Linked DNA regions of Zea mays: region 1 is linked to region 2. The links are chromatin contacts, called in public Hi-C maps. All regions are on one chromosome and are shown on one strand. The core of a region is the stretch at or near the end of the contact, and the rest is flanking DNA. Distances in the headings are between cores, read along the strand shown.

Region 1 (6,910 bases), core at 517-3,016, 80 kb after region 2:
TTAATCCAATAGACATAGATTAACCCAATTAACATAGGATAAATAAATATCTAATTATAAAAGTATGAAACATGATATAATCAATGTTGTTACTGCGTAGTAAATATTCATACGAGACTAACACAACTGAAACGGTTCAATTTGGAATTAAAATGGGGAAGTTACGAATTTCTAAAGTTTCTATGTATTTGATATATGATTAATTAGGAAATCAATTTTATTGTTGTTTTCATGACAAAACAGAGGTATTATGTGATAAAAATAATATTATAGAATTATAGAAATTGGAATGAACTCATTTGGATTTAATATGAAATTTCCATGAATTAAATGGGTTTTTGCAATTATTTTTAAACTATAAATCAATTTCTAAACTCATTTTCCCTATTTTCTTTATTTCCTGGACTGCGTCCCAAACTCCAGAAAGATCAGGGGCTAAACTATAAATGTTTTTCTAGACTCAGTGAGCATACATAGTGGACGGCGGGTTAAACACAAAAGACGTTTTAGTTGAAGTTGTACACAATTCAACATGAGTCATGTTGGCTAGAGGGTGGAAGGCTAGGTATTCTGCTCAATAGATGATCCAAGGTTTGATTCCTGAGCAGCCATGGTTTAATTTTTTTTTTGCGCGCGGAACGGGGGAGGGCAGAACGGCAGACTACTATTACTTACTTAATAAGTAGTAGAGATTTATGTTATCCAAATCTCATGGCGCCCCACAAAGCAGCCCCCCTCATGGTCGACTGCAATACAAGAGACCTCGGTTAGCTAATTCCTCTAGTATAAGCTCGAACTCAAGCTACGAGCCAAGTTGGCTCGAGTTGTGTATATATATTTTTTTCCACGAACGGTGGCTTTGCACGTGTTCCACTAAGAAAGAAGAGCTGGTCAAGTTGAAGATATAGGCTCTAGTTATTATTGGACATACTGATCAGTAGTCTAAATCCCAAGGTGAAAGCGAGGTAATCAAGGTCTAGTTAAACTAGTGCATGGCTCTAGTTATTATTAAAGTAATATTGGATATGCTCTTCCAAATTATAAGTCGACATCGACACGGTCACTAAAATATAACTTTCATATTTTTTTTTAAAAAAATGCATATAAACTTTTAATACATTTATATTTTTTGTAAATATAATTTCTAAAATAAATCTGTACATATGACTATTAGATTTCGAAACGAAATAATAAGGTAGTTATTTGTAGTTAAAGTGTTATAAGTTTGACTTAAATCTTATTTAAAACGGCTTCTAATTTAGAACGGGAGAGAGTACTTTTAATTTGGAGTATTTTTTTCCACTTGAGATATCGATCCCTTCAACTCAGCTAGCCGGTACGATCGAAGCATGTGCAAAACGACTATTCAAAACGTAACTTGTACGAACTTGCTACATTATTACAGACACCATAAGCAACATGACGCGTGCAGCAAAAGAGTATTGCGTGTGTGATATTCCCCTCATCTCCGGCACTTCTTTTGCTGTGCAGCAAAAGAGTATTGCGTGTGTGATATTCCCCTCATCTCCTGCACTTCTTTTGCTGCACGCGGATTGCTTTCGAAGCTTCCGCAACACGATCGCATCACATGCATGCGGCTGACTGCGGAGCAAAGCAAATTTTTTTTAACCTTTTTGATAAGAGCAAAGCAAAGCTTGAAAAGGTCCGCAAAGTGCAAGCATCCCCTCCTTTGGGCAGGAAAAACACACGGGCGGGCCCTTTTTGTACCTGGCAGCCTACTCTCGGGACTGGGCTATTGCTGGGCCTGGCCTTTCTAAAAGGTTATCTCTACCTCGGCTTTCAGCCCGCTCGAGCGTACTGTATGCACAAAGACGGCAGTAGCATTTTTAGAAAAAAAAAAAGGTCGTCCGGACCTCCTATTTCTGGGCCTGGCCGACATGGCAAATTAACCACGAGGAAGGTAAATCACGCTTTTACAATATTTCAGAATGAAAAGGTAGGATATTATTTTCTGTATTTCAGAATGAAAGGTAGGATATGATGCGTGTGGGGTTTTTTTTTCTGAAAGAATGTAAAACATGCATATTGCGTTTTTGTGTCCCTAGCTAGTACGGTGCGGTTTGCATTGTGATTGTGACGTGACGCCATCTCTCTTACCGAAGCAGTCTAGCGTGACGTGGGTTGCCAAGTGATAGTGTTGCTTGCTCATGCATCGATCGCGTGTCCAACGGGGAGGTGTCGTTGTTTCTTTATACACCATTTCAACCGGCGGGGATCCGTCCTCCCCTATTTTAAACCTCACCTTATAAATAACAATGTAAACTACTATTTATAATACAAAATAATATCTTGCATGGCTATATGTACCATAGCTATATGTATCATCCTGGCCTTAGCTTGCTTGTTTGCTCGCGACGTTCGTGTCGTTTTCTCTCTTTCTCCTATGATGCTCTGCCACATTGCAAATAACTCCACTAAATTTTCTAGAGTATCTCTCTATTAACCTTACCAAATTTTCTAGAGCTGAAACAGTCCCAAACACCCCTTACCATTTACAAACAACATGTATTACCAATTTTCTCATCAGTACTATGCAATTTTCTCATCAGTACAAACAACATGTATTACCTTGCCCTTGTTGGTAACACTAAAAGGGGAAAAGTTTACCAAGTACTATTGGTAAACAGCATACAAGATGTGCATGTTGATACATACCAGAAAGTTTGGCATGAGCGTAAGTTGTTATTTTAGGTCATGATTGTTTTTGTTGAAGATTCTATGGGCCATGCATATATGGAGGGGAGTGATGCTTCGTCCATGAGTTAAGTTGGAATAACAATAATTACTTGTTAAGAATATTCACATCCTCTTGGTAATCTGAGACTAGCTTCCTCATTGAGTCTAGCACATATGTAATACCATGTTCCATCGTGATTATAAAGAGTACCCGTTGGCTTCCTCATTTAGTCTAGCACATTAGTAATACCACGTTTCATCATGATCATAAGGAGTATTCGGTAGAAGCTGAACAATTGTCGGTGTAGAGAGCAAATGAGATGGGATATTTAATAGGAAAAGGTATAGGGAACGACACAAATAGGCACTAACTTCAAGTTGTAAGGTATAAGTGATAGTAATCTATAGGAGAATGAATAGGTGACTCCTGAAATTCAAAACTTAAAAACAAACTTAGGGCCTGTTTGGCACAGCTCTAGCTCCTGATTCTAGGCGAGGATCTGAAGGAGTCATGCCAAACAAGTGTTTTGTGAACTGATTCTCACGTGGAGCAGGAAGGATTGGGAGTCGTTTTTAATAGAAACGTGGGAGCTGAAAAAACCTGCTCCACCCTCCCTCAAAATAGCTCCTCAACCAACCAAATATGAACCTTCCCTCAATATTTGCCCAAAATTACCCGCAATTGCCATTAAAGAAACAACGACACCCCACGGCGCCCAACCTACACAGCGCCCGACCCTCCCGCGACCTCCTACCTCCTACCCGCAATTGCCATTAAACAAGAATCAGTTTACTTGTCAAACGATTTTAAAAATGATTCTGATTCTACAGGAGAATCAGAAAGATCAGCTCCTTAGAAGGATCAGGATCTAGAGCTAAAGAATCAGGAATTGGAGTTGTACCAAACGGGCCCTTAATCTAAATTAGATGTTAGCACAAAATGCAGATCAAATTAGAATGAGAGAGAAGAGAAGTTTTTCACTTTTAGATGCGGAATTAACTTATAGCAATCTCACAAGTGAAATCAAGAACTTATAATAAGAGAGGAAGAATAAATTGCAAACAAAGTAGAGCACATAAGACAACGATTTTTTCCGTGGTTCTACCAAGCCCCAAATGCTTGCTTACATCCACGTTGTGGTGTTCCAAAGGATGAGGGTTGCAACCAACCCTTCTCAAGTGATCCAATGATCAACTTGAGGCTACAATTCTTCTTTATTAATATCTCCTCGCAAGGAGCTCTACAGATTGAAGTCTCTTGCAGCCATACACAAGTTGATGGGAGTTACAACTCTAAAGAACAACGAGAGGGAGAAGTAGAATGCACACACAAGAGCAAAACGCAGCAACACAACACAAGAGAGCAGATCTCACAAGCACACGCACACTAGAATGACTAACTGAAAGGGAAATGTGCCCTTGGGCAATTTCAATAATGTTTTGGTGATTAAGTGCCCAACACGGTTAATTAAGTTCTTATGTGCCAAGTAAAGTGAGAAGTGCAAATCAAAGAAAAAGGTATGTTTCTAGACTTAGTACATTGTTTTGAGTACTAATGTGTTTTGTCTAAGTGCTAGAAACAGTGAGAAAAGAATTGGAAAAAGAGTTGGTTATGTGCAGCAAACTTCAGCTCGGCTTGGCACACCGGACTGTCCGGTGCACCAGGCTGGTCCGTGTGAACTCGCCGCTCTCGGGACTCGACGGCGGCATACGGCTAAAAATCACCGGACCGTCCGGTGGTGCACCGGACTGTCCGGTGCGTCATCCGCGGCGAACTTGTCGCCCTCGAGAAAAGCAAAGGGGTGACGTGGCTATAATTCACCGGACTGTCCGGTGGTGCACCGGACTGTCCGGTGAGCCAACGGTCGCCTGCGCCAACGGTCGGTCGCGCAATCTTCGCGCGACACATGGACTGCTCCAACATTCAGTTGGTGCACGGACTGTCCGGTGTGCACTGAACAGTGTCCGGTGCGCCAATCAGCCCAGAGGAGAAACGGTCGGATATGCCAAATTTGGAAGGAGATCGCGCACTGGACCATCTACAGGACCTGCCCGGTGGCACACCGGACTGTCCGCTGCACCACTCGACAGAAGGCAGGGATGGCCTTCCATGTTTGTCTTCAACGGCTCCTAGCTGCCTTGGGGCTATAAAAGAGACTCCTAGGCGCATGGAGGAGTCACCTAAGCATTCACTAAGCATTCTAAGACTCCCGCACTCCGCCTCCGCGCAATTGATCGACTGTGTTAGTGATTTGAGCTCCGTTTGAGTCATGAACTCACTGTGCTACGTTTCGAGCTCAAGTCTTGGCTTGTGTGCGTGTGTGTGCTGCGGATTTGTGTCTTGTGTGTGTTGCTCTTCCCAACCTTACTCCGTGCTTTCTTTGTGATCTCTATTGTAAGGGCGAGAGACTCCAATTTGTGGAGATTCCTCGCAAACGAGAACAATACTCTAAAGGAAAAACCGTGGTATTCAAGTTGATCATCGGATCACTTGAAAGGGGTTGAGTGCAACCCTCGTCCATTGGGACGCCACAACGTGGAAGTAGGCAAGTGCTAGTTGGCCGAACCACGGGATAAAAATCACGTGTCTTGTGTGGCTTTCTCTGTGATTGTTGTGTTCACAAGAACTCGCTTCAAGCTACTTAGCCGTACTAACACTTATAACTAAGTTTTGTGGCTATTAGTGTTTGATTTTTACAGGATCACCTATTCACCCCCCTCCTTCTAGGTGCTCTCAATTGGTATTGGAGCCGTACTCTTTATCTAAGGGACTAACCGCCCGAAGAGATGGATCTTAAGGGAAAGGGGATGGTGGTCAATGACAAGGAGAAGGAGTTCATCTTCAACGAGCCAAGAGATGACAAGCCCACTGACTCAGGCTCGAGTCACAAGAAGAAGGACGGGAAGAAGAGGCGCATCAAGAAGTTCATCTACTACGACAGCGATGCATCTTCTTCTTCACTAAGAGACGACGACGACGACTCTTCGTCGAAAAAGAGAACGGTTAATCAAAACTACTCTTTTGACTATTCTCGCATGCCATACAATTCGAATGCACATTTACTTTTTATTCCTCTAGGAAAACCTCCACACTTTGATGGAGAGGACTACTCATTTTGGAGTCATAAAATGCATAGTCATCTATTTTCTCTCCATCCTAGCATTTGGGAAATAATGGAAAATGGAATGCATTTCGATAGTACGGATAACCCTGTGATTATTAATAAGCAAATCCATAAGAATGCCTAAGCTACTACTGTGTTGTTAGCATATCTCTTTGCAGGGACGAGTATAATAAAGTAAGTGGCTTGGACAACGCCAAGCAAATCTGGGACACCCTCAAGATCTCACATGAGTGAAATGATGCTACAATGATCACCAAAATGGAACTGGTGGAAGGCGAGCTAGGGAGATTCGCCATGATCAGGGGAGAAGAGCCAACACAAACCTACAACAGGCTCAAGACCCTGATCAACAAGATTAGAAGCTATGGAAGCACAAGATGGACGGATCATGACGTCGTCCGACTCATGCTCAGGTCATTTATAGTTATTGACCCCCATCTTGTGAATCTTATCCGTGAAAACCCCAGGTACACAAAGATGACGCCTGAGGAGATACTTGGAAAATTTGTGAGAGCGAGCGTATGATGGTGAAGGAAGCTCGATACATGGACAATGCTCTAAACGGTCCACTACCTATCTACGAGCCGCAGCCCATTGCTCTCAAAGCAACAAGCAGCAAGGAGGCGCTACCAATCAAGGTAGCTCAAGTGGAGGCTGCCGGACTCAATGAAGATGAAATGGCGCTTATCATCAAGCGTTTCAAGACCGCACTCAAAGGACGTAAGGAGTACCCCAACAGAAATAAAACAAAGGGAAAACGCTCTTGCTTCAAATGCGGTAAGACTGGCCACTTTATTGCAAAGTGTCCCGATAATGATAGTGACTAGGGACAAGAAAAGAACGGGAAGAAGGAGAAAAAGAAGAACTACATGAAGGCAAAGGGCGAGGCGCACCTTGGAAAGGAATGGGACTCGGACTGCTCTTCTTCCGACTCCGACGACGAGGAACTCGCTGCTTCGGCCTTCAACAAATCCTCACTCTTCCCCAACGAACGCCATACATGTCTTATGGCCAAGGAGAAAAAGGTACGTGTTCGGGACACTCCCAAGTATACTTCTTCTAGTGATGAAGAGTCATCTAATGATGAA
Region 2 (7,229 bases), core at 1,257-3,756:
AATCTGGTATGGGACCAGTGAAGTTGTTCAAGTACAAATCCAAACTGACCAAGTTTGTAAGATTCCCAAGTTCACTAGGTATAGTGCCACTGATATTATTACTGTAGAGCTCCCTGTATAAAAACACGATATGAAGGCAGTGACTAATTTTAAAAACAAAAGAAAGTAACCAAGCTATGGCATGCCACAGTAAATGGTTGAGGTCATTAGTGATTAACAAAGGCAGTGAATGTTACTTTGATGTCACCCAGTTAATAGTGGCAACAGCATTGTCATTTTATATAGAACAGGCTCGACATTTAAGACAGAATATGCCAGTCACTTATTTTGAGAGGAAGATGTGCTGTGTATTATACCTCGCCAGAGCAACATGTGATATTTAGACATTGTAGCTGCATAACCTTATTTTCATCTATGTAATAAGTATTCTGAACAGGATATTTCTTATATGAGCAATCATGCCTGAAATGTTTTCACCTAGAAAGCTAATATACTCTTCCTCCACATGCAAAATCAGTATGGGATTACAAAACACAGCAAAGGAAGAGAACTTACAGGTACTGCAAGTTTTTGAGCTGGCCAAGTTGCGGAACCAAAGTTCCTGATAGTGCAGCATTTCCAAGATCACTGCAAATGAGGAAAAACTTTCAGTACGAAACACAGAATATGTGCAACTCACTGATGAAATATAGTGGAGGAAAAGGTGAACCTACACTCTGATAACACTGTTGTCATTATTGCAGGTAACATGAAACCAAGTGCAGGGGTTGACCAGAGTGGGATCCCAACTTTGTAGAACATTATTAGGATCATTTAAGTTAGTCCTCAAGCTATGCAAGGCATCACCTGTCAATAGCAGAATGGAAAATACATACTTCTTTAGTCAGAAATGTCACTCGCAAACAAAGGAGTGCGTCAATCAAAAAAAAAACTGTATCCCTAGATAATATCCTTAAATACAAAGTTTCCCTAGTACTTTGTTTGTTAGGTAGTCATAACTTAAAAAAAAGCATCATCAAATACAAATGAAAATGATAATATCGAAATCCACTCCACTAGTACTTGTAGCGAATGGGCTAATGGCATCAAGGAAGAAAGAGCTTCAGCTCTACAACTCAGAATTTAAACAGTTTCCCTCAAATTAGTAGAAGCATCAAAGCAAAAACGCAACAGGACAACTGTCTATCCTACGACAAAACACTTTGCTCCGAACAAACAAAATACAGCACAACGGCACCCCCAAAACAAGCAAGCAACACAAGCGAGTCATCAGCGTGAGCCTAACGGCACCCAAAACAAGCAAGCAACACAAGCAAGTCATGCAAAGTCCTAACTCCTAGCCAATCCCATCCCAAGAACCAGAAACAGACAACCAACCATAAACCGCTGCTCATCCCCTCCCCTCCACTACCCCCCAACAAGCAAATCATATGACTAGGAGTATGAAAAAAATCACTCTGAGTAGCATAACCAAACACAGACACCGAGGCCCTCCCTGAGAATTGCCCGGCCACCAACTAGAAACAGAAGTATATCCAGAGACAACAAAACCACGTCAGGAGACGTCCAAATCAAGCCTAACGACCGGTAAGGCGACTGTGCTAGCGTTGCCCGAACAAACCAGCGCGCAGCAAACATCAAGCAGAATCTAGCGAAGCAATTTAATGGAACAGTAGTACGAAGCCACGGGCGGTAGGGCATCACGTCAGGACGCACAGGGCCGCAGCAGGACCGACGGCTGAAACGGGGGCGGCATGAACGCCCCAAAGTCAGATGAATTCAGAGAGGATAGGAGGAATCCAATAAATCATGCCAAGACACTAAACTCTCTAAGTTTTGGTCTCGGAGAGCACGAAATTTGCAGCGAGGAGAAGGACGGCACGGCCAGTTGCCAGACACCCGAATCCGCGGCAGAGCAGAAGTAAATTCGAATTTGTTTGGCCAAACGCAGAAACGGCTCCGCGAGGGCCAGGAATGGCGCCCAGCCAAACCCCTCGGGAACGGCACTTGCCGCGTGCATCGTGGTGTGCTAGACCAACCCACCGATTTGAAGTAGGTCCCGTGGGAGCAGACAGAGCTCCCGGAAACAACCCAGCGGCAGACGGGCCAACTCGGCGGCGGGAGGGGTGAGCAAGAGCAAGGCAAGCAAAGCGGGGAGAGCAAGACGGGCGCACCGCCGCACCGCACCTTCGGTGTTGGCCAGCACGAGCGCGGCCGGGTGGAGCAGCCGCAGCAGCAGCGGCAGCAGGGCCCAGACCGCTGACCGGCGCCGCGCCTCCGCCGCAGCCATTGCCGCGCGACACCCACCTCCGCTAGATCCCTCGTCGGCCCGCCGCCATTCCAGCCGGATCAGGCAGTCCGCAGCGCCGCCCCGGCAGGCCGGGCGATCCGGCGAGGATTCGGTCCGGCGGGCGCAGGCTCCGCTTCCGCCGGCCCCGCCCCCGTCCCTCTCTCTCTCCTCTTTCTCGATCTCTCCGAATCGTCCCCCCACCTTTCACCCACTCTGCGGCTGCGCTTCCCTTTTCGACGGCCTCGCCCTTTTTCTTTTTTATCGCCTGGGCTCCTTTTCGCTGCGGTTGCGTAGAACGGCGATACGACGAGGCACGGGTGGTGGGATAGGGGTGGGGGTGGAATCGAACGGGATTAGAGATTGCAATGGGTACAAACTCGTTGGGTTTTGCCATCCCAAATCTGTACCCGTGAAAAATATATATGCCCATTAAAAAACCCGTACCCATGACGGGTTTGAGATTTTGCCCAAACCCGTACCCATCGGGTTAGCGGGTACCCATGGGTTACCCGCGGGTTTCATCTCCAATATACTTGTTCTTCTCATAATCAATAAGTATCGTAATGATTAATGAGATCATGATCCAAATTTTATGTAATGAACAATGAGTTCATGATTTGGTATAAAAATTATTAGTAGAGAGAATGAAATACAAATAATAAGTTGTATAATTAAGTGACCTTGCACTAAGTTATCCATCCATCACATATATAACACTAGTAAAAACTATAATAGCAAGCAAGCAACACTCTCACCGACTACTAATACATTCACCAGTTGATAAAGTTAGGAAGTAAATAAGGAATAACAAGTGTGTTGTTCATTTATAAAATAAAATGACAATATGCACTAGGTTTGGTCGGGTTTAAAAAACTCACGGGTTCACGGGTTTGGGTACTATAGGAACAAACCCGTACCCATAAACCCGTCGGGTATAGATTTATGCCCATTAACAAACCAATGGGTATGAAAATTGACCCAAACCCGTACCCTAATGGGGTAAAAACCCATCGGGTTTCGGGTACCCATTGCCATCTCTAAACGGGATATTGTTTTTTTAGGGGGGGAAAGGGGAGCGTGGGCGTGGGTAGCTTCTCGCTCGTGTTTTGGCTTTTGTTTAGGCGGGCGTGGGTTTAGGAGCCAGAGCTTGGATTAGCGGCGCCAAAGACGCAGGCACGGGATAGTGTGGGTTTGCGATGCGACTGGGGCTGCGAGCGAGCGAGCCAGCCCCGATGGGCATGGACGACGCCGCTGCGGTGCCGGAACGGAGTCAACGAAACGGGGCTACTGTGGGTGGGACGGCGGGAGGATAGATCCCGTGCGGATGGTCGAACAGGCAGCAGAAAGTTTTATATGATCACCACCAACTCACTGGTTGTCCGTCGGGTTTCCACTCTCAACTGTTGGTCAAGGGGGATGTCTTCAGCTTTTAACTTCTCCCAACAAAGCTATTTCTAAGCAGCTAAACATTTAAAATGATAACTAATTCAGGTGGCGAGCAGTAGATAATCACTTCTTCATTTATATTAGGAGTTGGAAGCTAAAAAAACCCCATTCACTCTACTCATTGTTATATTTTGTTAAGGCATCCGTACCGGTTGAAGGTGTTGACGCCGATCTGGGCGCAAAACACTGGAACGGTTGCCTGGCGGTGCTTTCTACGGAGGTGTGGATGGTCCGCGGCCGGGGGCCGGACGGTCCACGACCTGGCGTAGGAACGACTTCTCCTCTGCTTGCTTACGTCCGGATGGTCCGCGCCTAGGGCTCGGACGGTCCACGCCTGGGGCTCGGACGGTCCACGATGGCGCAAAAGGGTCTTCTTCTTCGCAGTAGGCCTAGATCTCGCCTCTCGGGAGGGAGCCTGTCGGGGAGGATAGATCCTAGGCAGCAGGCCACCCATGACGTCTCTAGTCGACGTAGAGTCGAAGAGAGGTAAAGATTTGATGTAGAGGGAGACTAAACCAAGGCTAAACTAAAACTACTCCTAATACATAAGGTAAAAACGATAAGTAGATTTGATTTGATCGATTATAAGGGATTCAATCGGCCGTAACCCTTCATCTATATAAAGGAGAGGTCTAGACCCATTACAAGTCGTTTTCCGAGTTAATCCCTCAGATTTAGCTAACAAATCACACAATAAACTCGAAATCCTAACTGATTATGCGCACGCGCGGACCGTCCAGGCCACCACCACGGACCGTCCAGCCTCAGGGCCGGACCGTCTGCAAGGACATTTTCTGTGTTCAACATATGCCCCCATGTCTTTTGGTGGAGGTTGACGGACCAAAAGCATATGCACTAAGCGTGGTGCAAGTCATCGGCTTTTCAAACCAATAGAGCGATCATTTAATAGAGCTCTAATGCATATAGGTCGTTTAGGATTGCATCTTTCTTGGCCATAACCATCTAATCAACGGATCAAAAGGTATAGAATGGAGGTGTCCCCCAGCCTGAATAGACAAAGGGACTATGCATATACCATGGGTTCATCGTCGTTCAAAGTCGCCTAGAGGGGGTGGATAGGCGAAAACTGAAATTTATAAACTTTAAGCACACTTCAAGCCGGGGTTAGCGTTAGAATAAAAGTTAAGTCCGGGAGAGAGGGGAAATCAAATCAACCAAGAAAATAAGGCGGATGACACGGTGATTTGTTTTACCGAGGTTCGGTTCCAAAGAACCTAGTCCCCGTTGAGGTGGTCACAAAGACCGGGTCTCTTTCAACCCTTTCCCTCTCTCAAACGGTCACCTAGACCGAGTGAGCTTTCTCCTTAATCAAACGGGTCACTTAGACCCCACAAGGACCACCACACACTTGGTGTCTCTTGCTTTAATTATAAGTCACTTAGAGAACAAGAATGAGGAAGAAGAAAGCCAACCAAGCAACAAGAGCAACAAAGAAACACAAGACAATCTTCTCACAAGTCCTAAAATACTAGAGTTAAATTGTGGACTTGGATTTGATCGGAGGCTTTGATTTGTGTCTTGGAGTGTAGTGTATTGCTCTTGTATTGAATGCACTGTTGTGAATGCTTGGATCGTTGGAGTGGAGGTGGTTGGGGGGGTATTTATAGCCCTCAACCACCAATTCAACCGTTGGGGCAGACTGCTGTCGATGGGTGCACCGGACAGTGTCTGGTGCGCCAGCCACGTCACCCAACCGTTAGGGTTTTGACGGTTTCGATCGTAGGATCTTTGTCTTCATGTGGCACCGGACAGTCCGGTGCCACACCGGACAGTCCATGTTCACCGTTCGATGTGCCTTCTGGCAGCTGCTCTGACTCTGCGCGAACTGTCTGCGCACTGTAGCACTTTTGCATGTGTCTGTTGCAGTCGACCGTTGCGCTGGAGTCGTTGCTCCGCTGGTGCACTGGACAGTCCGATGGCACACCGGACAGTCTGGTGAATTATAGCGGAGCGGCTCTTCTGAAACCCGAAGGTGGCAAGTTTAGACTCGTATGGCCTTGGGCACCGGACACTGTCCGGTGCGCCAAACCAGGGTGCTCTTCGATTTCTTTTGCTCCTTTCTTTTTGAACCCTAACTTGATCTTTTTATTGGTTCATGTTGAACCTTTAGCACCTGTAGAATATATAATCTAGAGCAAACTAGTTAGTCTAATTAATTGTGTTGGGCATTCAACCACCAAAATTATATTTAGGAAAAGGTTAAACCCTATTTCCCTTTCAATCTCCCCCTTTTTGGTGATTGATGCCAACACAAACCAAAGCAAATATACAAGTGTAGAATTGAACTAGTTTGCATAAGGTAAGTGTAAAGGTTGCTTGGAGTTAAACCAATTTATACTTCTATTAGATATGCATGGTTGGTTTTCTTTTATTTAACATTTTGGACCACGCTTGCACCACTTGTTTTGTTTTTGCAAATTATTTTGGAAAAATCTTTTCAAAGTCTTTTTGCAAATAGTCAAAGGTATATGAATAAGATTTCAAGAAGCATTTTCAAGATTTGAAATTTTCTCTCCATGTTTCAAATGCTTTTTCTTTGACTAGACAAACCTCCCCCTGAATAAATTCTCCTCTTAGCTTTCAAGAGGGTTTTACCAGTTTTGCAAATACCAAATTGAGTAAAATCAAATACATTTAGATACCAATTTTGAAAGATTCTTGAGAGTAAACATACCAAAATATGCCAATTGAAAATTTTGAAATTGGTGGTGGTGCGGTCCTTTTGCTTTGGGCTTAATATTTCTCCCCCTTTGGCATTAATCGCCAAAAACGGAGACTTTGAGAGCCCTTTTTACGTTCTCTCCTATTGGTATAAGTAAATATGAGTGAAGATTATACCAATCGAAGAGTGGTGTGGAGTGATGGCGAAGGGTAAATGATACCAATTAGAGTGGAGTGGAAGCCTTGTCTTCGCCGAAAACTCCATTTCCCTTTCAATATACGACTTATCATGGAAATACACTTGAAAGCATATTAGTCGTAGACATAAAAGAGATATGATCAAAGGTATATAAATGAGCTATGTGTGCAAAGTGTCAATCAAAGTTCCGAGAATCAAGAATGTTTAGCTCATTCCTAAGTTTGGTAAAGGTTTTCTCATCTAATGGTTTGGTGAAGATATCGAATAATTGTTCTTTGGTGCTAACATAAGCTATCTCGATATCCCCCCTTTGTTGGTGATCCCTCAAAAAGTGATACCGAATGTCTATGTGCTTAGTGCGGCTGTGTTCAACGGGATTATCCGCCATGCGGATTGCACTCTCATTGTCACATAGGAGAGGGACTTTGCTCAATTTGTAGCCATAGTCCCTAAGGGTTTGCCTCATCCAAAGTAATTGCACACAACAATGACCTGTGGCAATATACTCGGCTTTGGCGGTAGAAAGAGTTATTGAGTTTTGTTTCTTTGAAGCCCAAGACACCAGGGATCTCCCTAGAAACTGACAAGTCCCTGATGTGCTCTTCCTATCAA

What was found. Hi-C and Micro-C count contacts between places; a contact is called where the count stands out from the background.
Region 1: a Hi-C map of ear shows a contact between it and region 2, with 2.8 times the contacts expected there. The contact joins the enhancer-like site here to the promoter of LOC103641205 in region 2. A contact is called at or near these places in 10 of 25 Hi-C or Micro-C datasets (bundle sheath, ear, endosperm and 2 more).

The regions. Positions count from the first base shown.
Region 1 is chr10:72,545,540-72,552,449 of Zm-B73-REFERENCE-NAM-5.0, forward strand. No RefSeq gene overlaps it. Among protein-coding and RNA genes, the nearest start is that of LOC100284673, 59 kb to the right of the region's middle. Within about 2 kb of position 1,767, at least 17 of the 20 cell types and tissues checked have an H3K27ac peak or open chromatin away from gene starts, as enhancers often do. A contact at or near this core is called in bundle sheath, ear, endosperm and 2 more, where this site is marked.
Region 2 is chr10:72,465,123-72,472,351 of Zm-B73-REFERENCE-NAM-5.0, forward strand. LOC103641205 (somatic embryogenesis receptor kinase 2-like) reads right to left here and starts at 2,507. Exons shown (of 11, transcript NM_001326455.1): 1 at 2,188-2,507; 2 at 714-846; 3 at 556-627; 4 at 1-113. The coding sequence starts at 2,290.